Linked DNA regions of Arachis hypogaea: region 2 is linked to region 1. The links are chromatin contacts, called in public Hi-C maps. All regions are on one chromosome and are shown on one strand. The core of a region is the stretch at or near the end of the contact, and the rest is flanking DNA. Distances in the headings are between cores, read along the strand shown.

What was found. Hi-C and Micro-C count contacts between places; a contact is called where the count stands out from the background.
Region 2: a contact with region 1 is called in a Hi-C map of an unstated tissue, with 5 times the contacts expected there. The contact joins the promoter of LOC112748036 here to the promoter of LOC112748018 in region 1. A contact is called at or near these places in 3 of 8 Hi-C or Micro-C datasets (leaf and an unstated tissue).

Annotation. Positions count from the first base shown.
Region 1 is chr2:73,250,691-73,254,640 of arahy.Tifrunner.gnm2.J5K5, forward strand. It overlaps LOC112748018, which reads right to left and starts at 1,683. Exons shown (of 7, transcript XM_025796227.3): 1 at 1,457-1,683; 2 at 936-1,207; 3 at 346-382; 4 at 145-242; 5 at 1-7. The coding sequence starts at 1,511.
Region 2 is chr2:73,389,497-73,393,620 of arahy.Tifrunner.gnm2.J5K5, forward strand. It overlaps LOC112748036 (probable protein S-acyltransferase 16), which reads right to left and starts at 1,293. Exons shown (of 7, transcript XM_025796246.3): 1 at 746-1,293. The coding sequence starts at 1,036.

The DNA.
Region 1 (3,950 bases), core at 433-2,932:
TCCATACCTGTGATCAACATCAAAATCTCTATTCTTTAAATCGAAGGGGGGAAATCAAAGAACAAAAATGCTCTAACTTTAACCAAACTTGCATTCTGCTTCAAAATGAAGAACTCTAAGATGAGTAGTGAAAATATGACTAACCAATATATTCCCATTGCCCAAGCTGTTCAAAGGATGGTTAGGGTTCGTACCGCCCATAGATCCCACCAACACAATATGCTTCACTCCTGCCTCCTTAGCTGTTGCAAAAAGATAACACAAAGTTAACACCATAATCAAGAACGCAATCGAAATTTAGAACTATGATTTATGACTAATAGAAAGAAGGGTATGAAATGTCACCAGCATCTATTTGATTTTTCTGCCCAATCCAATCAACCTAATACATGAAAGAGTACACCACAATGTTAGCAAGAATGAGATCAACCTAAACAATGTATTTAACCACACACGCAAAAGGAAGAAGTTAATTCCTAATTTGGCCTCTGAAATTTCCGGCACTCATCAAAATAGTAGTGACTTCTAAAATTACCAAATCGGTCCCAAAATTTACAAATTGTGAATCTCTTTCGTCCCTAATTCAATTGTCATATTAACACATTGCTGATATGGAGCATTAAAATGTCAGCTTGGCATCCCAGTATTACATGTCCTAAACTAGTTAATTGGACTCATTTTGTTAATTGTGGAGAGACTAAAACGAGTCAATTACGTAATTTGGAACACCTATTTAATCACATTGAAGTCTTAGCCATGTCACCTTTTGTTGGGATGGCACCTAACACTTTAAGGCTCCATGTGAGAATGGTGTTAACAGCAATTGAATTAGGGACAAAGGAGATTCAGGACTTGTAAATTCAGAGGCCAAATTGGTCATTTCCAAAAGTCTCGGACTATTTTGATGTCTCTACTCCAATAGAAAGTGTGGGCACCTGTTCAGGATATGCGCCATCATCGAAATAGAACTCAGGCCTTTGACCTTTGGTTGGATCAAACCCGGGCTTCATGAGTGGCACGGCGCTTGTGAGGATTATAAGAGAATCTATACCTTGAATTGCAGGAACAATACTTGCAGCATCTCTTATATCCCCTACAAAAACGTCATCAGCACCACCAATTTTCTGTTTGCTTTCTTCAGTTCTAACCAAACCTCTGGCAACAAATTGGTTTGGTTTTTCTTTTAATTTCCTATACACAATTTGGCCTGAAAAATTAAACATATGGCGATTCAATCGTGTTACAATATAACAATTATTTTGGTCCAATACAATATAATAGTTAAACATTAAGCCTTCAACTCCATGGTTCTAATGGACACTATCAAAAACAAATAACACACTTTTCATGTAGCTCTACCACATTCTAGAGTTTCAACTCCAAACCCAGCATGAATTTTATCAACTCCAATCAAATTGACATTGATCAAAGAAAGGGAAGGGACGAGAGAGAGAACCTGTGCGACCGCCAGCTCCAGTAACAAGCACAGTAATTGGGGAAGAAGCAGCCATGTTTCGTTATTATTACAGTGTGCAATGCAGATGCCACTCTTTTTATGTTCTGCTTTTCTGCTTTGCTCCTTTGCCGCTGGCTTCGTAGTTGGTTCAAGAAGTTTTGTCAGAGCATTTAATTAGTTGGTGAATTTTGTTGTGTCTAATTTTTATTTTGTTTATTTTTTGTGATAAATTTTTAATATTTAAAATTAATTATTTTTATATGCTTATATTAAATATTAATATTTTTATTTTTTAATAAATTAAATATTATTTTTTAAATATCTTAACAATCACCTAATTAGTATGGTAACTACAGAATTATTATCTTATTGAAAAATGTTTGGGAGTCCGGAATTATAACAACTTTTTTTTAATGTATTTATTTTTTTATTATTGTGAAAATAAATGAATAATTCTAGATATAATAAATATATAATTATATATATTAGATATATAAATTTATAGAATTAAATAAAGTAATTATTTATTTAAAAATATTATTCATAAATTAAAATTATTATTATGTATTTATATATAAATATATATTGATTAATTTATTTTTAATATATATTTTATAATAATGACTAATTTTAATATATAGTTAGTATGATTATTTTTTGTTCTATCATTATTAATTTTATTAGTACTATTAAAAATTATAAAATAATTTTTAATTTTTATAACTCTAATATATTTTATTTTATTTTTTAATTTGAGTGAAAAATAAAAAAATAAGCATTTATTTAATTAAGAGCGAAAGGATCATTATTGTTATCTTACTCTAATGACGTGCAAAAATATCAGAAGTTCTTAGAAATAAAGCGAGATTTCTAGAGAATATCAAAATGGGAGGGGACTTCGTTTTCGTTAAGGAGGAGGGGAATCTGGTTAAAGACTCAGAGTAGTTTTTTTTCTTTGATTTTTATTTTTAGGTATTTATAAAATTTTAAGTACTTGAATACTGTTATTTTTTTTAAACTTCTTTTTCAAATTAAATAAGTTTGTGTTTTTAAAATATTAGATAATATTATTTAATGTTTTATTACTAATTAAAGAGAAAATAAGTATAGAAATATACTAATTATAAGGGAAAAAAGACAATAATAATAAAAAATGAGTTTTTTATATTCCAAAAATACATTTAAAAAAATATAATAATTTTTTTAGTTTTTGATATATTTTATATATTAAAAATGTAACAAATTTGTTTTTAATAATATTTTACTAAAATATTTTTTATGGTATTTTGAACATATATTCTTCTCGCCTCATTTTCATTCTAAAATTTCTAACAGCAAAATTTTATCCTCGTCCCCACCAAAACACAGATATTTTTGCCCCATCTCTGTTTCATCTTTTTTTTTTTTTTTTGTCAGTATCTCTATTTCAGTTTTAGATATCCCCATTAACATTCCCAAATCACCTAATTCGAAATTTATGTTCTTTTATCAAAATGAGGTGGAAGCCCAACTTAATTCAAAATCTTTAAAAGCCGTTTAATGCACCATAAACCTGGGTCCACCCAGTTTAATTTGAGGCCCATAAAAAATTACTTTATTTAATAGTAAACATTGAAGAACGTCCAACATCCAACCACCTAAAAATGATTTTCATAAAAAAAAATATTTTTAACCAACAATAGTCATTAAAATAGTAAAAGTTTAAAAACTAAAGAAAGCAAAGGCTTAAATAATCTTTTGTCCTTAAAAAATATTTAATTTTCAGTTATGATGTAGTAAAATTTAAAAGGCTTTAATATTAGTCACTTTTGTTTGTTTGCATCACATCGGTATTTTTTTTTTCAACAAACGAGCTCAACACAATAAAATGGAGTGAAAGAAGAATAAAATCACGAAATCAACACTCAATGTAAAATAAATTAAGAGTTATCCTAATGTCATCTCTAGCATTGTCATTAGCACCGCAGGTGAGACCGGAGATGGCAATTATATAGAAAGATGCTTTTCCGCGTCCTCGTTAGTCCTGATTTCCTTTGATGGAGCAAGGGATTGCTGACCAACCAGAACCTCCTATGATTGCTTCCACTTGAAGAGACTGACTTGCGCCCATAAGTACTATACTTTGATAAAGGAATGGGGAGGCGGAGATATTTTTGAATCATAATCGTAAAAAGAAAAAACAAAAGGGATCCACATTATTCCACGGTTTATAACTGGTCAATGATCTGTAAAAAATTTCTTCTACATCTGTTTTCTTGTTATAAAAGATTTGCCAATTTCTTTCTAACCAGATATTTCAAATAACTAAAAAAAATATATGAGCCACTTGTTACGCTCCTCTTTTCTATTAAAGGCACATGTTCAACTCTCAAAATGTTCCATGAGCGAATTCGAAACAGACCACAACCTCCCAAAATAAGATAGTCATGCACACCACACTTGCCAAGTAAAATCACAACCAAGAAATAAATGTTGAATATATTCAACATCTTTT
Region 2 (4,124 bases), core at 43-2,542, 140 kb after region 1:
CCTTAACAGTCATATCAGATATGGAAGATCATTCATTCCAGCCAAGAACACAACACAATTATTAACCTTTTCAAATGGAAAAAATTATCTCACATCATGACAACACAACACCAACTTGTAAAAGCTTGCACTTTTGTGCCCTAGCAACCAAATAATAAAATAAAACCAATATACAAGAGCTTGCATCATTGCACCAAACAGCAAAACCTTGACTAGATAATCCTTTGCTGTAAATGCACCATGGCCATAGAACAGAAACCATCACACCAAAACAACCAAAGCAGCATTTCCACAACATCATCTAAGTAACTCACTCCAGTTAAGACGAAAGCATTCTACCAGAAAAGACAACACATTTTAACCACATAACGTCTGTTCTAGAACCCTAAGCCTCACAAACATCACTACTTCCCAATCAGCCACGGACGCATGCTTCATATTGAAACTGAAAGCTCACTAAACTTTCTACTACCGCCACTCTCACATATCACGAACTCGCAATACCCACAAACTCAAACCCAAACCAAACCCAATATCAATTTCAGCTTAATATTCAATTTCCAATATTTATGTTCTCTTTTTAACAAGAAACCTCAACCCTCCCAAAATGCCGCACAGAATATGCATAACATTAAAATCTACAATATTTCAACAATAAGTATCTAAAGTAGGTCTATCATAAAAGTTCAATCTCGCAACGGAATCAAGATATGCAAAGTGAGTAAATGAGAAAGTTTGGGAAAACCTTGCGCTTGATCTCGTGGATTGGTGATTCGGAATCTTCAACGTCGGGCATGTAGGTGGCGGGGACGTGGCCGGGATCGGTGGAGATGGCGCGGCGGTAGGTGAGGACGCACATGGCGGCAAGAGCGGTGAAAACGGCGCTGTTTATGAGGCCGGGAGAGGAGAGGAGACCGAACCACCGGTCTACGAAGACGAAGACGGTGGAGGCATAGATGTAGGCGATGGACAAAATGACGAGGCTCACCGGCAGCGACCAGCGGAAACGACGCAGGTGCTTGGATTTCTCGGCCATAGGAAGGGGGCGGAGGCACCGGCGTTTAGTGCAAAACGACGGCGTCTCCGCGAGAAAAAGAGAGAGAGAGATGAATAATGATAGATGACTGATGATGACCTGTGTCCGAAGTTATGAGTCTAGACGGTGCCGTTGCCTTTAATTTCACTCTTTCTTTTTCTGTGTGCGATGGGATGCAACTATGGAACTGCTCATTCCTAAAATCATCATTATCAATCAATGTCTAACCCAGAGAGATTATTTTTTTTTTCTTAAATAAGGTTTTTGTTTCTGTTTTTACAATTTTATATTTTCAATTTGAGTGATAAATTATTGGTTAAATTATTTGACCTAATAATAATTAAATAAAAAGTTAAATATACAAAATTATAATAAAATAAATATTTAAATAATAAAAATAAATAATAATTTTATAGTTTAATATAATATAATATATAATACAATATTATAAAATTATAATACAATAGTATTACTGAGTCTATGATAATTAAATTATATATAAAGTGTAATTTATAAACAATGCATTCATGCCATATATATAATTATTAGCATGTGTTATGACAAAAGATAAGTTTGGTTAAGTGGAGAGAAATGTAGCAAGGTTAAGGACACAATCCTTGTTATAATATTTATACAACACCAACAATCGTAATATTAAATTTATTTTCTTTAGTATAATATTAAAAATATTTATTTTTTGTTGTGATAATAATAATTTTTTCGGCGATTAAATTTTTTTATTTTATTTGAATTTAAAAATAATATATTTAATTTCTATTTTTTTATTATCTTTAATTAAAAAAGTCATTTTTTTAGAAAAATAAATAAATAGAATAATAAGATTATTATATTTTTTTAAGATACAAAAAAGATTGATCATTGTATTTTTTTTAGTTAAAATTAAATAGTTAAACAACAAATAAATCACTAAAACTTACCTATAGAAATACATTTTAAAATTTAAAATAAAAGTAATTTAAAATTATTTTAATAACAGGGACAAATAATTAAACTAATAGTGGCATCTATTATATATTCATATATAAGTAAAGGAATTATAATTTTTTGTGGGAGCACTTGCCTCCACCCTCTTATAAGTAGATTTGTCTCTGCATTGTTAATATAAAATAATTTTACACGTTATCTAATTATATAATGCTATATTAATAAAAAATAACTACCTTAGTTTTTATATTGACCGCGTAAATAGTGATATATTTCATGAATTATAATTCAAAATAATAAATTTAAAAATTTTAAATTGACATTAAATACATTCTAAAATTTATAATTTGTAAAACATGATCATTTATATATCAATAGTTATTAGTCACATATTATAAGCATATTTACAAACTATAAACTTTTATTTCGTATTTAATATAAGTAAATAGTTAAAAGTATAATTATCAGATTCGGTTCGATCTGACCGGTTCAACCAAAAATCCAGTCAGTTGATCAAACCAAACCACTTTTTGAACCGTCCAAACATCAGACCAACTTAATAATCAAGTCGAAACACTGATCCAACGGTTGAACTAATAACCTAGTGACCTAGTGCTCTGATCGAATTAATTATCGATTCGGTTTTGATATCTATGGTTGAAAGTCTAAACTAAAAATAATTTATTTTTTTATAAAATAATATTTTGATGAGTGACTCAACGAATTTTATAAGCTTTTTTCTAAAGCATAAAACCTATCCTTTTTAACTAATAAATTTTAGAAAAAATCCAAATCTAACCTATTTAATAAAACGAATCAAGTCGAACCATGAACTCTCATCGAATATCTGACCCACATCCATTCCTACCTACTAGTAATATATTCTTCATTAATGACTAGTATCTAAGTACAAACAAAATAAATAAAGTGGGCTTAGTCTCCAAACAAGGATAGAAATAGACTAAGCAGTTAGAGGCCTACAACTTAGTGTGTATTTAACCTAACTTGATATGGTCTGTTATAACTTACAAAAAAAGCCTAGACTCAGATTATTATAAAAGTTTTAATATATTACTACGTCAGATTTAGACTTATTAATTAATCTTATTAGTCTGTCAGGTTTATTTGGAATTATTAAAACATAAATGAATATATAAATAATTTTTTTAGAGAAGTGATAGGGGCAGCAAGTTTTGTAATTTATAGCCATCAATTAATCATTATTAATATTTTTAATAATGTGAGATAACATTTAATAATGTAAAATTACTAATTTTTCTTTTATTAGTTAAATGTTGGCCAGATTTTAATAAAAGTGCTATCCCTAAATATTTTTATTTTTTTATTATTAACAAAGTTATTAAATATTTTAAATTATTTTATTATAAATATTTGTGTATACTTTAAATATTTTAAAAGTTAAGAAACTTTTGTAAATGTTGTGATAAGATCAATTAGGTGGATGCCCATTTATGATGGGCCGTTGAATATTCTTAAAGAAAAATGCATTTAATAGGGTTTGAAAAAGGAAACCTTGTACATGTATAAATAGGAGGTTAAACCTCTGTTGATTATACACACAAAAGTAATAAGACACCCTTCTCTCTCTCTCTAATTATATTTCTTTATTTTATTTGTTACCTTTTTCTTGTTTATTTATTTAGTTATTTTATAACATGTTATCAGCACGAAACTCTAACGAAATTTCAGGAAGACTTCAGGTAACAAATTTTCATTATGTCGAAACTCTTTCATCTTGAATTTAATGCTCTAAATATATCTGGAAATAATTATTTATCATGGATACTAGATGCTAAAATCCATCTTGATGCAATGGATCTTGGAGATACCATTAAAGCTGAAAATAATACATCGCAGAAGGATAAAACCAAATCCATGATTTTCCTTTATCGTCATCTTGAAGTATGATTGAAAAATGAATATCTCATATTAAAAGATCCTGCAGATCTGTGAAAAGACCTTGAAAAAAGGTACAATCATCAAATACTTCCTTAAGCCCAATATGATAGAGAAAACTTTCTCGACCTTCCATGAGTCGAATGTGCTCCTGCAGTAGCAATCAAGAAAAAGGATTTAAAAAATATTCTGAGCTAATTTCTTGCTTTCTTGTTGCTAAACGCAA